Regions from separate parts of the Mus musculus genome. Here regions 2, 3 and 4 are each linked to region 1. The links are chromatin contacts, called in public promoter capture Hi-C maps. All regions are on one chromosome and are shown on one strand. Each heading gives the region's core, a stretch centred on a gene start, on an enhancer-like site or on the middle of the called end of the contact. The rest is flanking DNA. Distances are from core to core; before and after follow the strand shown. Region 1 holds the start of Casp6 (caspase 6). Region 2 holds the start of Tbck (TBC1 domain containing kinase). Region 3 holds the start of Tifa (TRAF-interacting protein with forkhead-associated domain). Region 4 holds the start of Fam241a (family with sequence similarity 241, member A).

The links. Promoter capture Hi-C pulls out the DNA fragments that hold promoters and counts their contacts.
Region 2: a promoter capture Hi-C map of pre-B cells shows a contact between it and region 1, with 5 times the contacts expected there. The contact joins the promoter of Tbck here to the promoter of Casp6 in region 1. A contact is called at or near these places in 2 of 39 promoter capture datasets (liver and pre-B cells).
Region 3: a promoter capture Hi-C map of pre-B cells shows a contact between it and region 1, with 5 times the contacts expected there. The contact joins the promoter of Tifa here to the promoter of Casp6 in region 1. A contact is called at or near these places in 5 of 39 promoter capture datasets (the 3T3-L1 cell line, hippocampal neurons, liver and 1 more) and 1 of 115 datasets of contacts at active chromatin or transcription factors (large pre-B cells).
Region 4: a promoter capture Hi-C map of liver shows a contact between it and region 1, with 3 times the contacts expected there. The contact joins the promoter of Fam241a here to the promoter of Casp6 in region 1. A contact is called at or near these places in 3 of 39 promoter capture datasets (the HPC-7 cell line, liver and pre-B cells) and 1 of 9 other capture datasets (liver).

What each region holds. Positions count from the first base shown.
Region 1 is chr3:129,897,568-129,904,799 of GRCm38.p6, reverse strand. It overlaps Casp6 (caspase 6), which reads right to left and starts at 3,385. Exons shown (of 7, transcript NM_009811.4): 1 at 3,294-3,385. It overlaps Gm46825 (a long non-coding RNA gene), which reads left to right and starts at 3,369. Exons shown (of 3, transcript XR_001783989.2): 1 at 3,369-3,483; 2 at 4,680-5,895; 3 at 6,926-7,232.
Region 2 is chr3:132,681,709-132,688,940 of GRCm38.p6, reverse strand. It overlaps Tbck (TBC1 domain containing kinase), which reads right to left and starts at 4,797. Exons shown (of 26, transcript NM_001163455.2): 1 at 4,547-4,797; 2 at 1,949-2,169. The coding sequence starts at 2,141. It overlaps Aimp1 (aminoacyl tRNA synthetase complex-interacting multifunctional protein 1), which reads left to right and starts at 5,062. Exons shown (of 7, transcript NM_007926.2): 1 at 5,062-5,148. The coding sequence starts at 5,147.
Region 3 is chr3:127,786,448-127,793,679 of GRCm38.p6, reverse strand. It overlaps Tifa (TRAF-interacting protein with forkhead-associated domain), which reads right to left and starts at 3,808. Exons shown (of 3, transcript NM_145133.4): 1 at 3,509-3,808; 2 at 2,151-2,207.
Region 4 is chr3:127,893,191-127,900,422 of GRCm38.p6, reverse strand. It overlaps Fam241a (family with sequence similarity 241, member A), which reads left to right and starts at 4,100. Exons shown (of 2, transcript NM_027482.3): 1 at 4,100-4,389. The coding sequence starts at 4,240.

The DNA of each region.
Region 1 (7,232 bases), core at 2,136-4,635:
GGAGCGCTATCTGACAGGCCTCTCTGTGTTGATCCAGTTGCTCAATGTACACAACGCAGTGTGTTGGTCACTAGCCACCTGTGGCTACGGAGCACCTGAGATGTAACAAGTCCAACAGAGCAGCACAACTTTATTATCACCTCAGTGTCGTTCAGGGAGGCCTCACAGTCATGGGCTCAATGCATTTGTTCCTCCTGGCTCAGCATGTGGAGTAGCTCAGACAGGAAGCACTCACCACCTGGCCCAGCTCCCAATGCCAGTAAATGTAAAGAGACACATTCAGGGCTGGAGAGATGGCTCAGAGGTTAAAAGTACTGACTCCTGAGTTCAATTCCCAGCAACCACATGGTGGCTCACAACCAGCTGTAAGGGGGGATCCAATGCCACCTTCTGAAGACAGCTACAGTGCACTGACATTCATAAAATAAATAAATCTTAAAAAAGAAAAAGAAAAAAGAAAGAGGCACATTCAACAGATGGCATCTGTACTGTCATTGGTTCAATAATCTGTTCTCCTTTGGTTAGTTACCAAATTAAAGGGAGGTGAGAGTTATGGACAAAGAAGAAGGCTAACAGGATACAACTTTGGCAGGGGTCTTTGACGTGGAGTCGATTATTCCCCGCCCCCCGCCTTAAACAGACTTGTTCTAACCTCATGTCAATAGAGCAAAACCACAGCCACCCTGGCGGTGAGGCTGAGTGGGGAGGCGGCTCAGTCCCCTTTAGCCTAGAGTTCACCCAGGCAGCACCATTTCTCAGTGAAGAGTCCAGTCGGGCATTTCCTTGTCCAATAGGTGCTAAGTAGGTTTCCTCCGTCTGCCTCAGAATTGCCAGTGAGTGTTAGAAGGCTGACTCCTGGGTCATGGTGGCTACTGAGACCTACAGAGCCAGAATCCAGGAAGGGACTGCCAACCTGCCTTTGTAGCAAGGCACCTGAGAGCTGCCAAAGTGGCAAGAATGCCAGCCACAGCTTGCCAAGTCCCTTGAAAGCCTTGAAGACCAACTCTGCTCTTCCTATCCAATGAGAAGCTTCAGTGTGGGTTGTCTCACACATCTCCCTCAGCCTAGTCAGGGCCTAAGTAACTGTTCAAGATCTATTAAAAATAACATCCAGTTTCAAGGCTGTCAAATTCACGCCCTCACTAAGGGTTTGTTTAATGTAAAGCTGGGGTCTTTTAATAAAGTTTTGACATGTATTTGTGTATGTGTGGGAGCTGGCAGACACACGCCACAGCTCTGTGGAAGTCAGGTGACAACCTGCAGAAGCAGGTTCCTCTTTCCATAATACGGTCCCAGGTCCCAGGGTTGGTGGCAAGTGCCTTTACCTGCTAAGATCTCTTGCCAGCACTCAACAGTTTTAATATATACTTAATATATGTGTAGGGAAATTACAATAGATAGCCAAGATATCTGTCTTAATTGGGGATTTCATTGATGTAATGAAACACCATGACCAAAAAGGAGTTGGGGAGGAAAGGATTTATTTGGCTTATGCTTCCATGTTCATCGCGAAAGGAAGTCAGGACAGGAACTCAAACAAGGCCGAAATCTGGAGGCAGGAGCTGATGCAGAGGCCGTGGAGGCAGATGGTTTACTGGCTTGCTCAGCCTGCTTTCTTTTAGAGAGAACCCTGGACCACAAGCCCAGTGATGGCCGAACCACAGTGGGCTGGGCCCTCCCACACTGATCACTAACTAAGAGAAAGCCTTACAGGCTTGCCTACAGCCTGATCTTATTGGGCACTTTCTTAACTGAGGCTCCCTCTTCCCAGATGACTTTAGTTTGTGTCAAGTTGACATAAGACTACCCAGCACAACACGGATGCAGGCTTCTCAAGAGAGTCTTGCCTTAGCAAGGGTTCAAAAGCAACGTACCCCAGACTGGCCTCAAATTCACATTCCTTTTGCCGCAGTCTTCAGAGCCTGGCTCACAGCAAAGCAGCTTCAAAGCGTATATGGCACAGCATTTCCCCAAGAGCTGTTCTGTGTTATCTACGCTGACCTTGAACCTGAGACTTTCCGGCCTTGGCCTCTTTTGTAGCAGAGATTAAGATAGCCTATAGGAGGGTTAGAAATGTGTGGTCTCCTCTGTTCTGGTTCTCAAAACTGTACACAGCATTAATCGTCAGTCTTGGCCATGTCTCACTTCTCCTTTACTGTTCGACCCTACAGTAAGCATGGCCTCTGAGCTCCTTAGTTTAATTTGTATAAAATCACTCACCTCTTTTTCTCTTTATGGTACCCTCCAGATAAAGCTATCAGCCACTGTAATTGATTGCATGGGACGGTAGATACTTTATCTTACTACTTCCAAAGCTCAAGAACACAGAACAGGGCCAGTCCTGCCTAAGGTCGGAACCGAAAGCCCGGCACTGGTGGATTACAAAGTCTGTACTACATGTCACCAGGCATTCCACTAAAGGTCACTTTCCAAACTAGTGACCTTCATGAGAATCTACCCATATTCCCTGTCAACCATCTACTTAATAACCTGTAAGAAGTAACTCACCTCCCTAGAACATACTCTGGAAAGGGCACATACACATAGAACTGAACAGGAGAGGAAAGGAATCAAACAAAAGGGTGAGCGGCACGGTGCCCTCCCCCAACCTGGCTTCCCACCCCTCACTACTCATCCCTAAACTGGAGATGACCACTAGACCCTGTGTGTCCAATAGGACCACTCCTGGTAGGACCATGGGGACTTTTACAGTTTTCCTCTGGAATAAGGACAGAAGTTCTGAAATAAAGGCCGTCTCTGATAGACCTTAAAGATTTTTCAGGCTTGACGTCGGTTTTGATAGGCGACAGGAAGCCTGTTCTGAGGGAAGCAAGAACTAGCAGTTTATCACTGTGTGGAGAAAAGTTATTTGGGGCTAACGCGTAGACAGCAACAGGTTTGCTGGCTGCAGAAGACACTGTGGCGGAGGTGCTCGCCCAGGTCTGGCCTTGGTTAGGGGTCTTGAGCCCGGTTACCGCAGGCCTGTGCCCCAAGCCTTGGTCCGCCTCCTCTTCCCACTTTTCAGACAGACGCGAGCAACAAAAACAGGATTCAACTTGCAGAGCCAAGTTCTCCACTACACAGTGCAAGCGCCGCCCTCTAAAGTTTAAACAGCCGGGAAGCAGCGGACGTGAGGACAAAAGCGCTCGGCGGGGTTAGCCTGAGCAAAATACCGCTGCTACGTCCTTCACTGCACAGCGCCGCAAGCCCACTTCTGTCAGTCCTAGCAGTCCCCGGAGGCCACCACCCTTCTCTGCCCCGTGCCCCACGCACGCACGGGTGTCCGCACTTACCTGCCCGCGAGCTCCCACCGGTGTCCTAGCCCTGAGGCCTCCGCTCGTCCACCCGTTTCCTGCCAGCCCCGCCCCGCCTCCTGCCCCGCCCCAGGATCCGCCTCTGCCTCCCCAAGCAACTGGGCCCTTTGTCACCCAGGCAACGCCAGGACGCCACTGCGTCTTCCTCCTGCACAGAGCCTGGCTGTGTGTAAGCATATGTGTATGTGTAAGTGTTGGGGAAGAGGGCACTGCCCGGGGAGCAAGTAGGGCAACTTCACGTCCAGGGTGGTGAACTCAGTGTTGCCGTCCCCGCCCGACAATCGCTCTTCGCCACTTCATCTAGTGCTCAGTTTAGTGTAGAGAGCTTACTCTACAGTCAGAGGGCTTTTTTCCTCATGTTTTTGTTGTTGTTGTTGCTGCTGCTGTTTGGACAGGGCTTTAGACAAAACAAAACGGAGGCAACTCCTGGACTTTCTTCCCACCCCCCAACCCCCTCTCCTCCCTCCTTCCTTCCCTGAGTCTCCTGTAGCTGAGGTCCTGACCTTGATCCTTCAGCCCCCACACTCAGTGCTGTGATAACTGTCTTTGTGCCACTGCACCCAGGACTCTCGCATGCTAGCCTAGCACTCTACCAATTCCTGGATGTTTAAGTCTGGCTTATAAAAGTAGGGGTAGTTTGGCAGTGCATGCATAAATTCTAAGAACGACAGTCTATCTGTAGGTGATGGTGACCATGGCCTTTCCTGTCATATTGTGCCTACTGTGTGCCACCTTGTCATTTAAAAGCAAGCAACTATAGATGATAAAAATTATGTTAAGGTGTTACCAGCTGACTGAGGAGTCTTTTATTACACTACTTAATCATGCGTATATGTGTAGGAAGTGTGTGTGTGTGCATGTGTGTAGGAAGTGTGTGTGTGTGCATGTGTGTACATAAGGGAGGTTCTTTAACAGGGCAGGGCGGGCTCACACATGCGTAGTCTCATGCCTGCTGCAGCAGGCTTTGGGCATCTGCAGGTATCTTTGCACAGCCTTTGGCCTTCACTAGTCTCAATGTCACCATTTCTATTAAAATAAGACAGTGGAAGTCTTGCTGTGTCTTGCTTACTGAATAAACCTTTTTCCTTGCCCCGAAAACATGTCCGAAATTAATTGGGCCCCTCTTGATGGCAAGTAAAGAGGGTTAGGCTTAGTAATATTCAATTGTCTTAATAATGATTTTCTCTGTCATTACGACATGGCATTTCAAGCTTTCCCTCCAGTGGTGGTGACCAGTTAAACCTGCACTCAGAACCGTGCCTTTCATGGGGGAAGCTCAGGGAAAATGGCTGGGAGTTGCTCTCCGTTCTCTTGTTTGGGGAAACAGTGTGGTCTATTTTTATTTTTATTTTTTTACTTATTTAGGTCTCATCATCCCCAGCCCAGCTGCCTAGACCTAGCAGAGAGTGAACTTCAGGGTGTCGACCACCGTCCTGGTTTGAATGGCTTGTCTGACTCCCAAGACTGCCTATGCTTTGGATATGACTTTCATTATTTATCTGAGTCCTGACAATGCATCTCTATCTCACTATATAGGAGCAGGATCCTCGACTGGCTGGCCTTCCACAAATTTGAAAGGAGCAGATAAAAGGGACTGCTTTTCATGCTTTAGTACCTTCTTATCTCAAAACATTGTTATTACTTCTTTCCCCTTTTGATACATGATCTTCCTATATAACTCACACTGGCCTTGAACTTGTGATTATCCTGCCTCACCTTCCAAGTACAAGGATTAAAGATAGGCACAATCACACCTTCCTTATTGTTTCACTTACACACACACACACCCCACACACACACACCTGCACGGTTATTTATGCACATGTTTCCATGTGCCCATAGAGTCCTGAGAAGAAGGACCTTAGAGCAGGAGTTAGAGGTGGCTGTGAGCTGCCCAATTAAACCCACTACAGGGCAGCAAGTATATCTTCTGAGCCATCTCTCCAGACTCCATTAATTTTATAGTCTATGTAATTAAAGGGATTTCATTATTTTGTGCTGTTTTATTTTAATTATTTATTTTGAGGTAGGTCTCCCTTTGTAGCCCAGTCCAGCCTCTAACCCATTATCCTGCCTCAGCCTCCAGAGTGCTGGAGGTATAGCGTGCACATCTAACTGTAATTATGGATTTTGAGGTAACATTTCATCTAACTTGACATTCAATAAATTTTTCATTGGTGGTTTGCAGCCTATTCCTATAACAAATGCCTTAGACAAAGCAACTGAAAAAGAAAAATGTTTACAAAATAAAGCTTAGCTTCAGGGGCTTGGTCTCTGTGGTGGTTTGAATAGACTTGGCTCCCAGGGACTCTATGTGTTTGAATGCCTTAGCCCATAAAAGCAGCACCATTGGGAGGCGTGGCTTTGTGGAAGTGGGTGTGGCTTTGTTGGAGAAAGAGTTGCTAACTGTGGGGAGGAGCTTTGAGGTCTCCTGTGCTCAAGCTATAACCAGCTTGACACACAGCCTCCTTTGCTCCCTGCAGATCTACATATAGAACTTTCCTCCCTCCTCCAGCACCATGTCTGCCTGCACGCCGCCATGCTTCCTGCCTTGGCGATAAAGGACTAAACCTTTGAAACTGTAAGGCAGCCCCAGCTAAATGTTTTTCTTTATAACAGTTGCTCTGATAGCTGGGTGTGGTAGCAGATCTCTGGGAGTTCAAGGCCAGCCTAGTTTACAAAGGAAGCCCAGAATAGCCAGGGCTCTGGGACACAGAGAAACCCTGTCTTGAAACATAAACCAACAAGAAAAGAGTTGCCGAGGTCATGGTTTCTCCTCACAGCAATAAACCCAAACTAAGTCAGTCCAATTGGGTGGCCGATGGTTCTGGGGGCTGAGGCAAAGCAGCACGGCATGGTATGAGTACATGACAGAGGAAGAAGCTCACCTCATGGCAAGCAAAAGGCAGGCAGGGTGGAGAGGGGAGCCCCAGTGTCCATGAACTTCGGTAGTGGCTGGGACTGGGGGCCAAGCCTTTAATACTCAGGCCTTTGATGACATTACAGATCCAAAGCAGAAGCAGGCCTGGGGTAAAGAGCTAAAGGCTCAGGTTCCAGATAGTGACCCACTCCATCCAGTTCTAGCCACGCCCTCTAAACGTTCCACAACCCCAAACAGCACCACTAGCTGTCGACCAAGTGCTCAAATATGAGTTTGTGTTTTCCATCCAAGCTGCAGTAACTTACTTACAAATGACAGATGCGTCACTTTAGACTTTTAAAGCAAGCACTATCAACAGTAAGTGGTTGAGGTCCACTTCCGTGAGTCTGACGCACATTCCTGCCAGACAGCCACTTGTTGGAACCTAGCAAGCTTCCTTCCCTGGAAGGAAGAAGACAAAAAAAACAAAAACAAAAACAAAAGCAAAACAAAACTAGTAAGCCATGCCAGATCCAGCAGAGACCAAAAGTTGGCTGACAGGAGGGACTGGCCCCATACCTGATTACCACTCGCTTTTATGGAATTTACTATCCCAAAGGCTTTTAGCTTGTCACCTACGCTAGGAATGAAACACAGGGAATATATTCTAAGTAATTTGAGAATCATACTTTGGTCAGTGCTAACAATTTCCAGCGCTAACTCTGCCAACCCTCTAATTTGTTTGCCTCAGAGAACTCACATAAACATGGATTCCGACCCATCTGCTTAAGGAAGTGTGTGTCACAGTTGGAAGCAGCCTGTCTCCCACCTGCTGGTACTGCTGAGGGGTGTCACTGGATCATAAACATCAAGACATCAAAGCAGTGGTCAGTTCACAGCCGAATAACTACTGGGATTTGATGGAGAAGTGTCCAAGGTGGAGCCCCTCTCCCCCCAGGGTGTGTCTTGTGCTCAGCCCCTCCCTGTCTCTCCTCTGGGAGCTATAAGCCCTCTACCTTCATCTTCTCAGCAGGCCCCGTAACAGTGGGCAGTGACCA
Region 2 (7,232 bases), core at 3,548-6,047, 2.8 Mb before region 1:
TAATTAGAGTTTAGAGTAGATACTTTGATATCCTTTATGGAGAAAGGAAGCAGAATGCGATATATAGTAAGGAATATTGATAGAGTTAACAGTTTCTTGAGGCGGACTATAAATGTGTAGACTTCTCATAGGTCACAGCAGAGATGTACTTCCCTGACTTTACACGGACAAGACATCCGCAGAAATGTGGAAGTGCAGCTGCTGTGGGCTTCACAGTGTTATACTGCCACAGAAGGAGAAGGACATCGAATGTTATCTGTTTACTTAAAGACAAACATCCTTAGGTTGGAAACTAGGTTTTACTCTAAGTCTATACTGTTTCAAAGCCAGTGTTCTTTCAGTTCTTCCCTTCAAAACAGAAAAAAACTTAGTCTTCACCAGAAAGATTAAGCCCGACCAGATCACAGTAATTCTAATAATATTTGCTAAATCAATAAATTAAAGACAACTTTATATTATACAAAGCTCTAATAAAGTAACACATTGTGATGGTTTGTATATGCTCAGCCCAGGAAGTGGCACTATTAGAAGGTGTGGCCCTGTTAGAGTAGGTGTGGCCCAGATTAAAGAAGTGCACCACAGAGCCTGGATCAGGGGCTCCTTTTGTTCTAGGCTGAACTTGAACTCAAGAGATCTCCTTGCCTTAGTCTCCTGGGATTAAAGGCATGTACTACCTTGCCTGGGCCTAAGCTTTTCCTAGCCACTATGCCTCAAGATCTCCGCAACAAGATCCAGGTCAGAAACTTGTGTCTTCCAGCCTCAAGATGAGGATCACAGGTGAGCCCTCCACGTCTGGATTATAGATCATTCCAGATATAGTCAAGCTCACAACTAGCATTAGCCAGTACACATATATTTCAATATCTCTAGGTATATTTATATTATATACATATCTACACCTGTGCACACACATATACATGTGAGTATGAAATACTAATTATAATTATCTACTAGAACTGCTATTTTTATCATTATTTTCCCCACGTCTCTCACTAAGGTCTCTACAAGCACCTAAATTTTCAGCAAGTATACGGTCAAACTTTATCGTCTTAAAGGGACCAAACAGCCTGAATGACGTGGCTATGGCATTATTATATACTGACAGTGACTTCTAGAGGCGTTTATCAAGTAACAATTCATTATTGTAATGTCTTAGTATTCTACTGTTTTGTATTTTCCTCTACGGGATCATGCTCTGCCTCAATTTCCTTATCTATAAAACAACACTGTAACTGTTCCTACCGCACAGTAATATGATAAAGATTATTCATTGCTACAAGTCAGTGATTCTCAACCAGTGGGTTGTGACTTCTTTAGCAAATCTCTTTCTCCAAAAATATTTACATTATGTTTCATAATAGTAGCAAAACTAGTTATTATGTATCAACAAAAATAATTTTATGGTTGAAAATTAGTCAACCATCGTAATGAGAGATATCATAACAAAAGATTATTCTGCTCATAACCTACAAAAACCAAATATTCTCAGAGCAAATACTTTTTCAAAAATGAGCTATCCAATTTCAAGTATAGCTTAGTATGCTTTTTCAGAGAAACAAAGAAAAAGTAAATATTTATGAAGGTCGTCTTCACCATTAGGTAGAAACATATGAAATGTATTTTATAGAAAACATGGCTGAATATCAGAAAGCACAAAGGGTTGACTTTCATGTACTTTTTTATCTCCACATGCTCAGTCCAGTACAAAGAACTCAACGGCACTCAACACTGCTGTCTCAAGGCACACACTTTTCCACTACTTTAGTTCTGTAAAGGCAACTGCAACAGTGAGACAGTAAGAGTCCCTTTCACGTCAAGTCAGTCAAGAGTACTCTGAAGCACAGAGAGCAAGGTCCTGACTGCTTGTCAACAGATACTGACGCAGTATTTTCAAACTGCATCTGGAATTGAGGCAGTGAACATAAAATTCAAAAGAGAAAGATCTTACCATGCTTTCCCCTAGAAATATCCACATATTGGCACAGTCTGGGGTGGGTGATGGTCTTAAGGATTTGAAAGCGACCTAAGATTTTGATGGAATTTGGTGTGAGAGGAAGTCCGTTGCTTCCACAAACATCATGTGGGAGAGCAGAGGCAAAGAAGGTAAAGGCGCCCATCTCAGCATCCTTCAGAGGAAACATTTTGTAGTCTTGGATCCTTTAAGATGATCTACAAAACGAAAGAATTTTATGACACAATGAGCTAACATTAATCCAGTACTTTCTCAATTTAAAATTAAAAGTCGCCGGGCAGTGGTGGCTCACGCCTTTAATCCCAGCACTTGGGAGGCAGAGGCAGGCGGATTTCCGAGTTCGAGGCCAGCCTGGTCTACAGTGAGTTCCAGGACAGCCAGGGCTACACAGAGAAACCCTGTCTCGAAAAAACCAAAAAAAAAAAAAAAAAAAAAAAATTAAAAGTCAACTTGGAAAAACAATACAAAACAACCATGATACTCTGAGAGCAAGTATTTTTAAAAAAGTCAGTTTAAAAATTTAAAGACAATGTTTGAAAGAAAAACACCTAAGCACATGTTTATATTGCAGCTCAAAATCAATTTCAAAGGTTTTCAATAGCGTAAAAAAGAGAAGAGTTAGAAGATTTCATCTTCCCATTCAATTATCCCTGCAACTGAGGAGGGGTGTGCTGTTGCTTTGCTGTTCTGCTTTGTACAGGGTCCTCACCTAGCCCAGGCTGGCCTTGAACTCCTAACCCCCTGCCTTCACCTCCCCGGGACTTGCTTACACACATGCACCACCTTGCAGGGCCACGTAGCCATAGAAGGGGATGCATGCTTTCTCCAAAGAGAAACCAAAAGGCAAAAACAGAGGAAGGGGGTTTGAAAAGGAGAAAGGTTAAAAATATATCTAAACACACAATCTACTAAATCAAGCACACTTACCATTGGAGGGAAAGAATGAACCTGAATTATCTTTGATATTACAAAAAGGTCCATGGTCATGACATTGAGGGAAGGAAAAAATGTGACCTAGCACACTGTGTGGGTTTGCACTGAAAAGTAATTATAAATCCCTACTACCATGAACATTTGTTTTTCTGCACATAGATTAAACAACACACTTAGGAACTATGACTAATTTTGACAATGTATAAGTAAAAGTCCTGCTAAGGAAAAAATGCAGGTGTCCCTAGACTACACTAGGAATTAATGATAGCACTATTTGCTAGACTTCATCAGCTAATTAGTCATAACTTTTTGTTTAAAGATACTACTTGCTTTCAAAACATAAAAAGCCAAGTACTAATAGCCATATGCATTTGATGACTGACCAGGAGAGAAACCCTAGACTGCCTCAATCTGGTTTGACAATTGAAATTAATGTGTGCTCTTTATAATAAAAAGGATATACACATTAGTTCCACCACAGATCGGTTATGCCCATCCTGTTTTTACGAAAAGTTTTGATGCAAACCACTTCATATCCAATGCACACCTCAGACTTGCTCTACAAGAAGCCTGTAGAGCACAAGGCTCCTCTGTTCATTGGGAGCCAAATAAAGTCTCCCATAGGCTTTCAGAATTAATGGACCTGAAAACTTGGTAACACAGGCGAATTTGTTTTCTTGGTGATAAATGGAGAGAGCCAGTGCTATTCTCATCATAATAGAGGAGTCAAAACACATACTCAAAAGTTCATGTGAAAATAGTTATGACCACTATTCTGAATCTTGTCGATACTGTGAGCTAGCTTAAGTCTACTTGAATCTTAACTTCTTATTCAATGAGTAGATGCAAAATTACAGAAAGTTATATCTACATAGCAGGCTTGAAGTCATAGGAAAGGTGAGACATAACCTCAGCATTTTAATATTTAACTTTTACAATGATATATTAGATTTTCCGTTATAGACATTAAATAACATACAACTGAAAAATCAGACAAGTGTTTATGACTCAAAAAGATAAACCACAAGCAAGAAAACAAATTTCAGTATCAGTCTATCTCTCTGGTGTGCATGAAGCTCACGAACAAAAAATTGACACACACACACACACACAGGTGCTCACACTTGGTAACTAGAAGAGAGTGAAAAATGAAAACGATGAAGTCAGAGATTACAAGAGAAAGCCATGTAGGCAGGTAGTTGGCTTGGAAAATTTACTCAGGGAATACTTTGAAACTTCTACGTTAAGTCTGACGTTTCTGTAGCCAGAACACTGAAAACCACAAACATGGCCTGCACCTATAATGAACAAGACACAATGTAAACTCTTAAAGAGATTGGAGATGACTCACGTGAGTCGAAAATGTAGAAGAAGAAGAGGAGGAGGAGGAGAAAAGGGGGGAAAAAAGAGGGGTAGTGGGGAGACGTGGATTTTATCCAGAGTAAAATCGTATTTGCATTTCTAAGACTCGGTGAACTTGGGCTTCAGGGAGAAGGAAGTTTGGAGACAAACACAACAGCAAGCAGCTCCACAGATTGGTTCTATGGGTTCCTGCAGAATGGCCGGGTCACTCACAGTACCTGATTGTCCCACAAGTCCCACCCACTAACGCCAGGCAAGCGGCGACACCAGAATACCTGCCTGAATCTGGGGACGCAGAGATTGGGGGGTTGAGCTCCTAAGCGCGGAAGCTATGCCTGGCAGTGCTTAGTGGGCCGTGTCCTGCATTTCAGGCGCGTCTACAAGAGGCCGCCTAGGGAAGGTGACAGCCGGAGCGACACGCCTCCGTCCGCGCGGGCCTCCCGGGTCCCCGGCTCAGAACCCGAGGGTGAGCGCGCACCTCGCTCCACTGACAGCGCCCAGCACCCCCTCCCCCGCCGCCGCCTCGGGTCGGCCACTGCTCATGACGTCACATCGCCGAGACGCAACCCCGGGGGAAGACCCCAAAACTTCCGGCCGCCTGTCCCTTGCCCAGACAGACAGCCAAATGTAGCGAGTGAGAAAGAAGTGAGGGAAGATCGGAGGGAGGGAGGAAGGAAATGGGAGATGGGAGCTCAGTGTGGTACAGGGAGAGAGCTGGCGCAGGCAGCGGACGGCCGATGAGCGGTGAAACTGTGAAACGCTCAGGCATTTATCAGGGACAGCCTCCTGGGTCCTTTCTCGCTGCCGGGGACTGCGGGAGGCTGGCCCTTCCTTCTCCCGGCTGAGGCTGCTCAAGAGCTGCGGTTGGGTCACCGCTTCATGTGAGTGTCCCGATCCAGAGTTCTTCCCTTTCTCACCCGGGAAAAAGAACCTGACCTTCTGTGTAGTAGTGGGAAGCGCGGTCAAAACCTCCACCCACGTGCCCCCTTTTGATTCAACTTAGTTTGGGCAATGAATACGTGGCCGAGGGAGAGCATGCTACTGGAGGCAGGGGGTGAATGCATTACCTTGTTTCCTTTTAAGTGAGAGTGCAAAGGATTTCCAGTGTTTGTACGTGAGGACGGGTTGAAGAAGGAGATTCCTTGATTTCAACAGATATTAGAAACACCAGCTACCACTATACTCCCGGCAACAGTTTAGTTATTGGGTAAAGATCCATAAACTAAGTAGAAATGACTGTCAACGAAACGGACAAAAATCCCAGTCGTTGCCTCTCGGCTAGGGCTTATTGTTGAAGTACAGCATTAAAAGTAAGGTGAACACTCTGTATTTTAATATTGATATGTTTTACTTATGGGTATGTGTTCATGCCCGAGTGAGTTTTTGTGCAAAACTTGTGTGGAGGTAAACGCGGAGGCTAGAAAGCATCAGACCCCTGGGACCTGGAGTTACCTGTGATTGTGTGCTCCTGTGTAAGTGCTGGGCCCTGAGCTTGGGTTCCCTGCAACAAGCACTAAACGCTTTTTAGTGTTGGCATTTTATACTTAAATATTTTAGATTATAAGTACTGCACAGAAAAGGTATTAAGCCATAAAAAAAAAAAGGTAGATTATTTGACATGGTTGCCAGAGAAGGTTCTCAAGGAAAAGATGGCTTTCTAGGAAGGAGGTGACACAAATAGAATTAACAATAGAGAAAACCTTCAAGAAGTACAGTCAGTCATAAGGCCAAGCCATTGCGAAGGCCATGCAACAGAAACTTACCAAAGTATGAAGGGGTCTGACCAATGCCTGTGGGCTCAGAACTGAGAGAGGGGATTCATGATGCAGACAGAGAGTGTGGGCTAATCAGGGGGAGTGAAAGCCATAGAAGGTTTTCCAAGGCCAAGTAATGTTACCCAGCTTCGTTTTAAGAGGGTTACTCCATAGCCCTCTTAGACTGGGGGCAGAAGTGAGAAAGGAGATCAGTTAGGAGGCTTTTGTTTTACCTCAAAGGGAACATAACAGTGTCTTCAATAAAGGTCCTAAGTGTCCAGTCAGGTCTTGAGTGTGTTTCCCAAATAATGAAAGCATTTAGGCTTTGGGAAACATTTTGAGTGAATTGTGTGAATTTCAGAATGACAAACATAAGTTAAAATCATGGTTTTGCCGTATAATAATTGGATGAATCCAGACAATACATATACTTTCTCCTGGTGTATAAAATGATATCTTACATGGTGGAGAGTAAATGTCAATGTCAAATGTCCATTAGTTATTGTTCTTATTTGCATTCTTGAATTGGAAGTAGGCGTGATGGTGTGGTTGAAGTGATTGGTTAACTTATTTTAAAAATGAAATGATAAAAGATTGTTCACTGTGATAACAGGAGGCCTAGCCAAGCCTTTTGCATTTTATGTATGTCTTCTACTGGGAGAAAAGGTTTTGAATTAAGTCATAATATTAGAAAAGCATGGATTATCCCTTCATAGTAATCAATTTTACTTTCTCCCCCCATTGTCATCATTTAATATGGCTAGAACTTCCTGTGTCTTCATCAGTAAAGAGAAAAAAGGGCTCTCCAGTAAGGGGATAAGAATCTAGAATAAATAGGAGCTTTCACCAGAAACAGCCTCAGGTCTTCTATGGGTTTTAGCAAGGCTTGGTTTAAAAACTTAGCAGTGGGATCAATGTCAGTGAGTGTTTATGGAGCACATTGTCCTCACATTTACCAAAGTATTTACTTGTCCTTACCTTCTGACTTGTGACATATGTGTTAAATGGCAACAGGAATTTAAAGTGGTCTAAAGGTACCATGTTGCTGTAGAATATCTTGGCAATTAGATTGTGAAGCAACTGGGGAAATGTTTGGAAGGCAAGACTGGAATGAAGGGAAGAAGAGAAAAAAACATGATTGCTATTAATTCTCACATTTATATATCTGAAACTGGGATGTATTTTTAAATTATCTACATCTTCAGACCACT
Region 3 (7,232 bases), core at 2,559-5,058, 2.1 Mb after region 1:
TCATTATGATGATCGAGTCTCATGATTCAAGAAGCAGACAGCATGAATGAGAGTAATTACGCTACGTTATGCAATGATACAACTAGCAATTTATTAAAAAATTATTTGATGTTTTGAATCTTGGGAGACATCCACTTCCCATCTATATTCCCAGTTTGTTTAAAAGATGTATACAGGAGCCGGGCGTGGTGGCGCATGCCTTTAGTCCCAGCACTCAGGAGGCAGAGACAGGCGGATTTCTGAGTTCGAGGCCAGCCTGGTCTACAAAGAGAGTTCCAGGACAACTAGGGCTATACAGAGAAACCCTGTCTCAAGAAACCAAAAAAAGAAAAAAAAAATCTATAAAATAAAACTGAAAGTAAGAATGTCAGGATAAAATGAGGAACTTGGAAAATGGCTCAGTTGGTAAAGCATTTGCCTTGCCAGTTGGAGGACTGTGCCTAGATCCCTGCCAAGTGAGTTGCGCTCCCAGCCCCCAGCAGATGCTTTCCTGTGCGAGAGACCCTGGGTTCACTCTCGCTCAAAGGTCTTTCTCTGGGGCAGAGAGAAGGATTAGAGGGTAAAGGTGCTTTTGCACAAGGCTGGTAATCCGAGTTAAGTCTCTGGAGCCTACATAGAAACTGAGAAAGCTAGCGGGGCGTGGTGGCGCATGCCTTTAATCCCAGCACTCGGGAGGCAGAGGCAGGCGGATTTTTGAGTTCAAGGCCAGCCTGGTCTACAAAGTGAGTTCCAGGACAGCCAGGGCTACACAGAGAAACCCTGCCTCGAAAAAAAAAAAAAAAAAAGAAGAAGAACCACTATTCCAGTCTGAGTGTCAGAGTGTCAGAGGTGAGTCCTTGTGATTCTTGAGGCTATGCTATGTTACTCCACTCTAGGCTGAGAAACTCATTCACCTCTCAGGAGGATGAAATGGCCACAAACTCTGACAGTTAGAAGGGTTTCTGCTTATGGTGCCTTTCCTGTGTCAGGCAGGGTGCTGGGTCCTTTGCTTGTGCCATCCCAGCTCATCTTCAGAATAGCTCCATGAACGACCCCTTTACAGGTGAGAGAGATGGAGCTAGGTAGAATGTAAAGAGTGGGTTCCGCTCCAAAACAAGGTGCCAAGGCCAGGGTCCAGACCCCAAGGCACTGTCTCTTAGCACTCCACAAACTGCCTCCCTTCCAGGGTTCACAGTTATACTTTGCAAACTATAGAAGTTAAGAGAAGGAGGGGGCTCAGATGCATGTGCTATAGCCAGCGAGCTGTGAACCTGGACCCCACACCACTGTTAAGGAGGGAAGTGTGGCTGCCTGCACTGCCTCATAAGAGGATGTGAACCAAAGCATTGGCTTGCTGCAAAAGCTGATCACCCTTACTCCTGCATAGGAGCACAGGCCTACCATTCACTGGCAAGTCTGCTGGTTGGTTGGAGAGTGGAGAAGGCAGATAACTAATCTGTTAACTTCCAGAGGCCCAAGGACCTTCTACAAAGTAGCTTGAACCCTTGGCACTTCAGTATTCAGTAGAAAAACAGAAATGAATAATTAACATAACAAATTTAAGAGTAGTAGTTGTTTTTTGTTTGTTTGTTTGGTTGGTTTTTAAGCCACTGGTGTGTAGAGGCTCAACAAAAGTTTTTTTAATTCTGCTAGTTTTAAATACCAAATACACAGAAGGCCAACAGACTGCAGTAGTAACCATGTTTGTCTTGGGAAGGGGAACCAAAGGGCCAGGAGAAGAGAGATTTCTCAGGGCACACCAGGTACAGGAAGATCTGTTCAAATATCTAACAATTTTTTTTTCTTTACAAAACCCATAAGCCATCATATTTTTGTGGAATAAAATAGAATTAGCGATAGTAAAGTATCATTTGGCAATGCGTGTGTTACACAGTATATTACTCTGTTATCTGACATCACAAAGTTGTCAAACATGAACATCTGGGGAACAGTAATAATCGGTTAACAAAGAAACTATTATAGAACAAGGAAAGAGAGGAAATGAAAAGCTACAGACAGGAGCCAAAGGCATGGCTCTTCACCCCCCCCTACACACACACACACACACACACACACACACACACACACACACACAATTCCTCCAACCCCCCCCCCCCCAACTCTCCAGGCTTAACCCTTTGCGTGCTGGATACCAAGATGCACACACTCACCTGAGAGTCTTCCAGTGGCCACAGCTAGATCAGGACTCCTGAGCCTTGTCTCCTCTCCTGGGAGAAAAAAGAGGGGTCTGTGTCGGTGTGTTAGGTACACCGCAGCACTGACAACCCAGCTGCGCACGCGGGACAAGCTGCTCCTAACTGACCCCTGTGTCCTGTGAAACCAGTGAAGGACTACCGGGCTTTGTTTTTGCACAAGGCTGATTGGTTGCAAATACCACAGATGAGAAGCTACGCAGAGATGTTTTTACTAAAATGAGCCAGGTGTCCAAACGGTTTAAAGGGAAGTTTGCACGGCTCCCCTGGGTAGGGGTCACGCATGCCATCAAGGTTTCTCACGTTTTTAGAATTTGCTGTAAATGGAGGTTCCTCTGAGTCGATATGCTAGCGATTGTGATTACAAGAAGGGAGTTTTTATTTTTGCAAAAAAGCTTCTCTTCTTGACAAACACCCGACACCGAGCTGGCAGAAGGGGAAGAGAAACTTGGAAGAAACAAAAGATAATTTTACTCTCTTGCCCAACTCCCTCAGTTGCCATGGCCCCACCGGGTGTCTTAGAAGACATTTGTCCGCGAATTTTACACCAAAGCAGACCTGCACTGCCGACTCAGCAGCCTTTCTGGTTCCCAATCTTTCAGAGAGAGTGGGGGCAACCAAGTACGGAGAGGAGAGCGTCAGGCAAGCTCAGCGCTTTCCAGCGTTGGCGATTCTCGCTCTGCCCACCCTCCACTTCTTATCCCCACCCCGGCCCCACTCCCCTCCCTGGCCGCGGACCCCCCACGGAGCCTCTCCCAGCAACCGGATGCGAATCCTCTGGGAAAATTGGAAAATCCCGGATCACAACGACGCTGGGCTTTCCTGTGACCCGGCTACGGCCGGGAGGTGGGTCTGGAAGAGGCTTGTGCACTCCGGACTGGGATATTTCCCAAGTTCAATAACAGCATGTGACGGCGGGGGACCGGGATGTCGGCTAGTGAGCCAGAATGCACAAGCGGCATCCTTCTAGTTTCCGATTGGATGAAAAGTTTGCAAGAATAGGAGAGGAAAGACATACACACACACCGCTCCCCTCCCCCAGTATTGTTCGGTTCCTCCCTTATTTTATAAAGATCACGTATTTCATAAGCTTAAGATCGCGCTGGCTATATATTTTTTCAACCTTTCCTTAGTATATAGTGCAAGACTGCCTGTAAACCAAGCCAAGGAGAGAGAGAGCGAGAGCGAGGGAGAGGGAGAGGGAGGGAGGGAGGGAGGGAGGGAGAGAGAGAGAGAGAGAGAGAGAGAGAGAGAGAGAGAGAAGCAGGCAAGCGACAGTCCCCCACTCTCAAGCTAAACAGGTGACCAATAGGTACCTGGGGACTTGGAGGTCCGTGAGTCTTGCGGAGCCTTCTGGTGGAAGCCTGGGGATAGGGGTGGGGGTGGGGGACCGTCGCTGCCAGCGCCGTGGGAGCTCGAGGAATCCGCAGGTCGCTGGTCCTCCCACGCCACCGAGCCTCCCACGGGCGCGCCAAGAGCGGCCTCGCGCGAGTGACCTCGGCAAAGCCCTTGCCGGGAGGAAAGCCCCGCAGAGCCAGGCAAGAGGCTGCCGCCGCCGTCCAGCCCTTTTCCACAGGAAGCCCTGCCCCCTGTCGCCTCTCTGAGGTCTCCTGACTGACCGGGTTTGAGTCGCCGGGCACCCGGGGCGACCGCACCTTCTCCAACAAGAGGCAGCTCTAGATGGCATGTGACCCGGGAGCTGGGCTTTGAGAAGAAAGGAACTGGGTCGGTTCCAGATTAAGAGCTGCTGTGGGGTGGTGGACCAGCAGGCAGTTGGAGGACTCGTTGGGGACCCTAAGAATGTGCGCCTGATCTCGGGCCTTGGGAGGCAGTGGCTACTCTCTGCTCAACCCGAGGCGTGGGGAGCGGATGAGAGTCCAGCCAGACAGGATTGGAACCTTCCTCGGGATGCTGCCACCCTGCGCACAAGCCGTCCAGAAGCCTCCTCACCTGTCACTTCCGGCTAACCAACCTTTCTTCGCCCAACACCTAGTGCTGAGTGGTGACAGGGGCAACAGCCTCGTGAGGGTCTTTCAGAGGACCGACTGGATACCCGGACACTAATTTCCGAAGTTCAAGGAGGTTGGGATGGAAATACAGAAGGCAGCTGTGGAGAGAGGTAGGAGAGGGCTTCTATTTAGGGAGAAGAGCGATGGAGAGCAGAGCGAAGAGAACCAGAGTGACTGTAGAAGTTGCCAAGGATGTTCTAGTTGTCCGTTCCGTCGTCCCCTCTGCTTGGGAACCTGAATAGCAATTCCCACAGTCTTTCCATGGAAACTGTTTATTTGTCTGGACTCTGTCCTTAATGTCAGGGGAGGTAGGTCTTTTTCTGGGACAATAAAATGATGTGGCTTCTGCACTGTTGTCAGTCTACTGGAGGGCCTCCCCCCCCCCCCCAATTCTGCTGGGAAGCCTCGGCTGGGAAAGGACTTAAGTACATTTAAGTGAGGCAGATTCCAGTAAGGGATGTAATTTCGTTGGTTAATGATCAACGTTTATTATTCCTTCTTGGAAGAAGAGACAGCCACGGAATCTTCTTTCGATTGAGCTGTATCAAAGCAGGTACAAGATAAGACATTGCCAAGTGATTGTGCCAAATAAACCCAGGCAATAAAGTAACATAAAAATCGGAGTTTCTGCTCTCAGATCTCTTTCTTGTTAACGGTTTTCTTTTTAGACAAGGTTTTGTCATGTAGCTCAGGCTAGCTTCCAAGTCAAGACCCTTCTGCCTCCTGTGAATCCTAGCGTCATGATTGTGCTCCATCTGAACTCTTTAATCTTCAAAGCTGAGTTGAAGAACATGTGAAAAAAATGTGACGAATAAGGGAGTAATAAAGTGATGGACATGGTCAAAGTGCATTAACACAAGTAGAGAAATAACATAGAAACCTTCACTTTATACTATTAATATTTAAGTAGGGGCTATTAACAACACTGACAGAAGATACAGGTTAAAATTCAGGATGCTAGAGGGCATGCTCTTTATTTTCCAGAACTGTCAGGCATGATTGATCCCAAAGAGACTCTAAGTAAGCATGCAGGTCCACATTAGAATCTAATCTCGGTCACAATTGCTTGACCCTGACAACTAGTTAAAAAATAATGGATCTTAAAACCGAAGATGAGCATGTGATCAGCAAGAATCAGGCAGGAGTGTGCACCTGAGAGAGAGTTCCTCTGCTTCCAGGCCTGAGGGATACTTGGCTGGCGCTGCAGTTACTGGCCTTGGCTTATCTCAGTTCAGATAGCTACAGTATCGCTCCAGTAATCTCCGCTGGCTACACTTCTGGACAAAGACAGAAGGTCCAGAATGAGTAGCCTGAAGCCTCGACTTGGGCAAAAGCCAAACAGAAATGTGCCCTCTTGTTTCTGTAACTTCAGTTTGTGGAGGCTTCTGAAGCCCCCAGAAGACATGCAGGAAATAAATGGTCTTAAGCCTCTCGTTCCTAAATTGGGCTGTCTTTTTTAATTATACCTTATTGTTGTCCATTCCTATGAGACCAGTGAAAGCAGGTTTTTTTTTTCTATGAAAATACCTTCTATTCTCCCGTTCAATTGTCATTTGGAGGCTTACTGCCTCAGTCTGTAACTTAGGCCTTGTCCTGAAAGCTTCTAGCCTCTCTACAATCTTATCTAGGCCTAGAGTGTGTGAAAGCAGTTTTTAAATGAGATTATTTCACAAAGTTACTTCAGATTTTTCTTCTTCTTCTTCTTCTTCTTCTTCTTCTTCTTCTTCTTCTTCTTCTTCTTCTTCTTCTTCTTCTTCTTCTCCTTCTCCTTCTCCTTCTCCTTCTCCTTCTCCTTCTCCTTCTCCTTCTCCTTCTCCTTCTCCTTCTCCTTCTCCTTCTCCTTCTCCTTCTTCTATTCAAGGCCAAATCTTAGGCAGCCCCGTTAGTTAGCTCTGAGAACTGCAAGACCCAGAATGTGCTGCTCTGACAAATGTGCTGAGAAGGGGAAGCAGAAAGAACATGATTAAAACATCCTGCATCAGAAAAACAAAACAAAACAACAACAACAAAACCACCCTTCATCAAAGTGTCAAGAATATTTTTTTTAATCTGCTAAGAACATGACTGTTAGAATTCATATTGGGTTTCTTCTTTTCCTTCCTCTACCTTCTCCTTTTCCTCCTTCTTTCTCCCCTCCCCCTTCTTCATCTTCTATAGTTCCCTTAAAGGAAAAAACAGAACAGAAAACCCCTCTCCCTGTATAGCCCAGCTTGGCCTCAAATTCATGATGTTCTTCCTGCCACAGACTTCCCAGTGCTACTGTGCCCAGTTCTGTGGTTTCCTTTTTTGAAAAGGGACCAAGAGTTCATCTTTTTTTTTTTTTCTGTTTGGTTGTCAGCCATTTCTCCAGCCCACAAATCCATCTTTCCATCAAGATGACCTCCAGGAGTGAGACTCTTTGCACTAGGAGCTGCTCATGGCTGCCAGTGTCTCCTTTCTAGTGGCTTTACTGAAGACCTCAACTGGCTTTTACCCTTAGCCTCCCTTGACTGAGCCAAAGGCTCTGGGTGGTGGGGGTTCATAGGAAGTACACTGAAACTGAGCTGAGCTCTTTATGGCAGTGGATATTCCATGAGCTAAGCCTGAATTGTTTACTAAGTCAAAAACCAGCAGCATCACATATGTTCTCGATACAAAAAGAAGGGTTTCCCCATCATAATGTTGAGTGACTTAGTAGTTAATGTGAAAATAATATCAAATGCATATAACTCCGCACATTTCTATTAATCCTTCAACAATTTGAAATACACAAATTCTATTCCTATTTTAAAAATAGGTAAAAGTTTGTCAAATCTCTCCTATTGCATTGATATTGTCACTGGATCTGCACCCCACCCCCATCATAGCATCCAATCCCCAGGGTATGGTATGGGTTGCAAATAATTTCTCATTACCACACTTAGTTATGTGGCAGCTTCAGCCAGGTGGTTCTGATTTTGGTGTCAAGAACATAAGAAAGGGGTTGTGGAATCTCCTTCTGGAGCTAAGGAAAGCCACTGAGGCCAGCTGTGTGTTGGGGTGCCCTGAATAG
Region 4 (7,232 bases), core at 2,851-5,350, 2.0 Mb after region 1:
CTGGCTGTCTGGGATGGTTAATCTGCAACCCTGTCCCGCTCTTCTGTTTTGCTTTCTGTTGCTATGGTGGAAGCACGACTAAGAGCAGCTTGTGGAGGGAAGGGTTTATTTCACCTTACAGGTTACAGCGAACCATTGAAGGAAGTCAAGGCAGGAATTCAAGGCAGGAACTAGAGTAAAGAAAGACCCGAGGACTGCCACTTTCTGGCTTTCTTATGCTGACTTGCAGTTAATTTTCTTACATAGCCCAGGCCCACCTGCCCAGGGATGACATCACACACAGTGGACCAGATCCTCCATCGAGTAGAAACTGAGAAAATGCCGTATAGATTTGCCATAGCAATCTGATACAAGAGATTCAATGGTAAGTTTCTCTTTCCAAGAATGTGTAGGTTGCGTCAAGTTGACAACAGCTGGAGAGATGATGTGTCAAGTTGACAACAGCTGGAGAGATGAGCGAATGAATCAAGTGAAGGAGTATTAAAAGCTATAAAGGGGTAACAGTGCGATATAAAGTCATCTTTACAGCAACTGCGTAGGCCATGCTGTGCTACACTGGACTCTCTGTAAACAAGTAAACTGTTCCACTTAATTCCTGGGGAAACAGGCAAATATACTAGAAAAAAATTTCAGTTTGACATGTTGTGGTTGCCTAGGTAATAACAATCTTATATTTCCCACGGGCAAGTGGCTGATAGCTTTCTTTAGCTGTTACTCATATGGCTCAGAGAGTAAAAATAGCCCACTCTTCCCATAAAATGCACTTGAAAGTGTATGATCTGGGATTTAATCTGAATAATGTCTTGTGTAGATACTATTATTAGATTTGCAGCAAGATGTAATTCTCTGGGTCTCTAGGAAAAACAAATTCTTGGGAACAAAAGCATATCATTTGGGAAAAAAAACCAAATGTGTATCATAGAAAGAGACTATGGACATAGGACTCTGCCCATGCCTTGGTAAAAGTTTTTATTTTATTTTACTTTGGCCAAGAGAAGCATACTAGAATGTGCTTATTAAAGGGGAAGTTTCCTGAGAGTAGAGCTATCTGTCTGAGCTCAATGCCTCCTAGCCATCAGTAACGACCTACTGAAACATTAAATGACACTTCTCAAAGAATTAAGGAGCCTGTGACAGCCCGGTAGCATGCAGCAGCAGTCACAGCCCCCTGGAGGTAGATGCAGGAGAGACTTGAGTGCAGGCCAGTTGGTGTTCAGAAGCAAGGCCTTGTCTTGGAAAAGGAGGAGGAGGAGAAGGAATGAATGTTTAAGAGAAAATCAGACAGCATGTTCTAAAGGACTCATGCACTGAGCGAGCTAAGCTCTGGATGTCTTCACTAACCCGTCTGTGTGCATCTCCTGCTATTTGAGCTCTCACCGATCCAAGAGGCTTCCCTTTATTCTGCCCAATGGATCAGAGCATAGCTGTTGCACTCTCTGTATTAATGCAAGCATGCAAAGGAGAGACACAAATGTCTTAAGTCCACAGGGTTGGCAGGGAAGGTTAAGGTTCTCTGGGCTGCTACATATGATCCTAGAGTTGTTTTTTTTTTTTCTTTCTTTCTTTCTTTCTTTCTTTCTTTCTTTCTTTCTTTCTTTCTTTCTTTCTTTCTTTCTTTTTTTGGTTTTTCGAGACAGGGTTTCTCTGTATAGCCCTGGCTGTCCTGGAGCTCACTTTGTAGACCAGGCTGGCCTCGAACTCAGAAATCCGCCTGCCTCTGCCTCCCGAGTGCTGGGATTAAAGGCGTGCGCCACCACGCCCGGCGAGTTGGTTTTTCTTAAAGATCATTTATAGGGAACAATAGTCAAGAGAAAAATTCCAAAATTCAAATGAAATGTTGCCATTAGACAAAAAGAATGATAATGTATATAACCAGGAGCCAGTGCCACCCTGTTTGGAAAGAGGGAAGTGTCTAGTGAGAAAAGCTGGGAGGAGAAGAGAGAGTATTTGGTCATATTTACACACACACACCATTACACTCTCTTTCTTGTCCTCCCAGCCTTTCCCACTAAATGCTTTCCTCTTTCTGATTATGTACATACAATATTTATTGCTGTCATCGAAGATTTTAAAGACCTTTAAGACAGACATTAAGCCAGATTCTTTTTTTTTTCTAATTTGTGATGTCCAAAAGCATATTTTTCTTGTCTCTAGGGACGGTGTATGTTTGGCAGAAACCATTAAGAAGGATTTGTGAGATGCTGTTGTAAGAAAGAAACTAGGTTACATTACAAAGTGTAACAGACTGGGTATAAGAAAGGGTGTTTTTGTGAGACACTGAGTACACAGAGAGAGAGAGAGTGTGTGTGTTAGGTGTGAGCAAAAGGGACAAGCTTCTGCCTAGCCCAAACAAAACAAAACCACTTTTTAAAATAAGCCTGTAAGTCCCTGCCTATTTAATTCCTTGGCTGGGCCTAAAGACATTTTGGGTACTAGTCTTTTCTTTTTTTAAGGTTTATTTATTTTATGTATCTGAGTGCTCTATTGCATGTATACCTGCATACCAGGACAGGGCATTGGATTCCATTGCACATGGTGGTGAGCCACCATCTGATTGCTGGGGATAGGACTCAGGATCTCTGAAAGAACAGTCAGTACTGTTAACCGCTGAGCCATCTCTCCAGCCCCTGAAGGCATTTTAAAAGAGGCTTTCCCAAACGAGTTACTCGTCTCTGGGCCTATTTGTTAAATAGGAAATAATTTCCATCGACAGTCTGATATACCAGCTACACCATAACCTTTTCCTCAATGCACGGATTAAAGGAAAGCAAAACCATTCGTTGTTTTACTTTCATGCCCCCCAGTTTACCCTTATATGATGGGCTAGCAAGAAAAAAGAAAAAGAAACTCGATTTCTCTCTCTTACCAGTCGCTGAGAATTTTTAAACCATTTCTAGAAATGCACACTACGGCAGAGAGACCAGGAAATGAGCCCAGGGCTCCCACAAGCCACACACACTAGGAAGCAGAGAGAAATAGGCATGGTCACTCAGAGATGCTTAGGGAGAGGAGGCAAAAGGGGAGGAACAAGCGACAGAGAGCCTGCATTCCTTCCTAGGCACAAGCAGCCAACAGCACACCCAGGCACAGCTGAGCGCCCGCTGCAGCTGGTATGGAGGGATACTGTGTGTTTGGGTGGTCTTTCACACTCCCAGAACCTCTTACATGTGCCCACACCTTCATGCACACAGCTCCCTCTCATATGAGCTTCTTATTCTCAGTTGCCCTCTTCTGTATACCTACATCCTCACACAAACTTTCAACACCTATGATCTCCCACACTGTCCTGTCACAAAAGACTCTGGTATACAGTCTTCCACAATCTGTTGTGTACAGGCACACAATTAGACACAGGCTTTTATAATACTCTATCAGACAGGGTCTCATGCATCTAATGGTCTTTTTCATATAATCTCCTGTAAGCACTTGGTTACAGTCTGTTACAATGTTTCTTACACACACTTTCTCACAACACATAACTTCCTCCTCCTCCTCCTCCTTCTCTCTCTCTCTCTCTCTCTCTCTCACACACACACACACACACACACACTAAACACAACATCTAAGTGTGTGTATGTGTGTGTGTGTATAGTTACTCACACACAATCACACATGGGCTCTCACATGCATTAAAAACCTGTCAGATACAATCTCCCTCATGCACCTATGGCCGATTTCATACATAATCTCCCTCATGTAGTCTGTTACAGTGTTCCTCACCTCTGACACTCTCTCTCTTCCTCTCTCTCTGTCTTTTACACATACACACACACACACACACACACACACACACACACCACAGGATATCTGTCTGTTGTGTACAGATAGTTACAGATACACAATTTCACAGATGTCATATACTTTAATAGGTGTCAGACACATACAACCTCCCTCAGGAGCCTATGGCCTCATTCATAGTTTCATGCACTAACTGGAATAATGCTACACCTCCCTTGGTTCCGCCCCTCCCTGGCCCCGCCCCTCCCAGTACCCTGCCCAACCCACCAGGTCCCGCCTTCATTGGGCCGCGGTCCGCTATGGCCCCGCCCCTCCTCCCGCCCCCGCCCCCGGGGTTCCGCCCCCGAGCTGGGGGTGGGGCGAGCGGCTGACAGGAGGGGCGGGCGGCTCCTGCACTTCTGGCCCCCAGGCCGGCGGGCGCGCTTCTAAGGATTCCCGTGTGCGTCGGGAGTCCCGGTGTGGCCAGCGGCAGCCGTGCGGGCGGCCGGAGTCGGCGGTGGGATGTGCTCGGCCAGGAAGCTGCTGCGGGGCGGCGCCGGCAGCGCCGGCGGGGAGTGCGACGAGGACGGGGCGGCGCCGGCCGGGCGGGTTGAGGAGCCGGAGCACGGGGCGAGCCCGCGGCGCCGGCGGCCGCAGGACGAGGGCGAGCAGGTGAGCGCGGGCGCGCGGGCCGCGGGGTGGCGGCTGGGCACGCGGCGAGCGGTTGACGGGCGGGGCCGGGCTCGGTGGAAATGCCCTCCGGAGCCTCACCTCAAAACCACCCGGCAACTTGCGCTACGTGGGCGCGCCGTGCGCTCGAATTCCGAGCACTGCACGCGCCCTGGACGGGGTGGGCGGACGGCCCGCACAGAGGATCGGGAAGCACGGGTCGGTGCCTAGGTGACACCGGGACTCTCCCAGAGCAAGTTTCACAGCACCACCGAGCAGAGCTGAACTTCATTTTAGAAGTGGAAAGGAAAAAAAAAAAAAGAAAATTGCCTGCTGTGAGCACCAAAGGGAAGGAAGCTTTAGTAACAGACATAATAAGGAAACTGGGTACTTTTAAAGTTCTCAGAATTGGATATCATTGAGAAGACTAAGGGAAATTATAACATCAGATATCTGTAAGACTAGACTAGCAGTTGAATGTAAAGATGGAGTTCTACGTGGGACGATTTTTTTTTTTTTTTTTTTACAGGCAGTACAGTAATTAGCTACTCAAAAATCCCCCAGATACAAAGACCTTTAGAAATCACATAAGTAAGCCTAGACTTCTGGAATCATCAGTTAATAATACCTGTAACTTGTCCTCTAATATCACTAAGTACATTAATAACTAAATACATTAATAAAACCCATTACTTAAGAAACAAAAATAATGCTAATGTGGGCTTGATCACCGTGTAGACAGTAATTATTCATCTATGTGACAATATAGGAGCCAGTGACTGAAGCAAATAAATTGGTAGCTAGGAGATCTTGCTGGTGCCCTTGCGGGCGGTGTTCTTACCAAACTGTACCATGCATGTCTCAATAGAGAAGGTCTTGATTTCCTCTTACTCTTGCTCAACTGGAAAACACAGCCAGCAACTAAAACTCCCTTTCCAAAAGTAAATGTGCAAATGGTTGTAATGGCATATGTGAAATCCTTCCCTTAACCATCTCTGGACCTTAGCAATACAATGACATGGACAGCGCCAGGAACTCTAGTCTTACTGATATTGTTACTAGAACAAGGAAAGGGGATGAAACAAAAAATTAAATATACATTCTAGAGAATAGATACCCTATCACATGCCTGCTTCCTCTATTGTACTATGAAATTTCATTTTCCTGCCTGCTTCTGCATGTTGCTTGTGTCGTTGTAATTTTGCTACATACTTTACCTGTATACTCTTAAGTCCTCACACTCATGGAAAAAAACACACCTGAGATCCTACTATATCAGCACCTGGGAACTTCTTATCAGGAGCTCAGAACTGGTACAGCCCAACTCGATAATGCAGAAAGCAAACTTTTGTGATCAATCGTTTGGCAACAGTATCACAAAGCCTATCATCTAGGGTTTTGTTTTGGTTTTTTTTTTTTTTTTTTTTTTTACAACCTGCAAATGAAATTTAAAAATCCATGCAATGTCACATAGATAGAGCTGTTTTTGTACACATACTATCTGAAGGAGAATTAGAGTTAACAACATAAAACATTCCAAAAAGTCATTTTAATTTTTCATCATGGAGATATTCTCCTGTTCTTCTTTTTGGATTGGTTTTAAGGATACCAGAACTCCAAATTATAAATTGAATAATTCTGGAAAATTCCTTTCTAAACTATTTAAAATTTACACAGAATTTTTCCATAGAAAATCAATGACAGAAACCAAAATGGAAGCAAAACTAGTTAGGTTGAAAGGAGGCAGTGGCCGTTTTCCTGCCGTCTTTCTGCTTAGTGTATTCAGTTGCTTTTCCAGAGCCTCAGCCTCCTAGACATTGAGAGGGAACTGAAGGCCACAGCCCTCTGCAATGCCTTCTTCTCTTGGGCGGGGCCAATGTGGTGGGTTCCAGAATCTGCTTTTTGTCAGTTCCTAATCTTACATGTTCTATCCTGTTCGCTTTCTGTTTCCTTTTCTGATAAGAAGCAGGCTGGGTTAGTTCCCAGCCTACAGTCTCCTCATACATCTCTCCCATCTCTGCCTTTCTTCTGTCTGGAAGGCCCATTCCCTCAACCTGGAAGACTTGTATAAACATGTATCCAAAACTTCTTTTCCCTCTGCCTTGTTGTTGCTAAAACGCCCGATCAGAACGCACCTTCACTTTACGTCCTGAGATTCTGAAACACGGCTGTGGATACAGGTGGTTTATTTGTAACTAACATATTGTCAGCATCATACTTTACAGTTTGTCCTTAGCCGAGACTCCATTTGAGGAAAAGCTAAGCTAGCATTTCAGCCTGAATCCTTTCCCAGGCGGGATGAGTGACAAAAGAGGTCTTGTTAAAATCAAGGATTCCTTAAAAAGGAAGCCTTGAGAAAAAGAAGCTGTGTCCCACGAGAAGTACAAGGCCAGCCTCTAAGAGAGATAAGAATTCTAGAGAAGGAGTAATGTGTGTAGCTATCCAGGGAACCGGGGAGTCTAGACTTAGAGAGCTGTGTCCACATGAATTTGTAATTCTGTTCAGGAGAGATGATCCAAGTCTATGGTTGACAGTGACTGCCTGGTGGTTTTGTGGAAGATGAGTCCCCTGCTGGACGGCTGGAAGGCTAAACCTCTCTAGGTCTTACTCATGTCTGTAATGTCAGTGGCATTTGCTCATATACAACATAGATTACGATTCACGATAACCTGAGATGGCTGTATTTACAGAAAGCATGGGGGCAATCCCATGACTCCCAAATTGACTTTAGAATTATTAATATTAATTTTGTGATTATATACATAATATGTATTTCAGGAATTCTAAAATACATGTGAAGAAAATAAATACTTGTAAGGAATTATTCCAAGTGATACCCTGAAGTC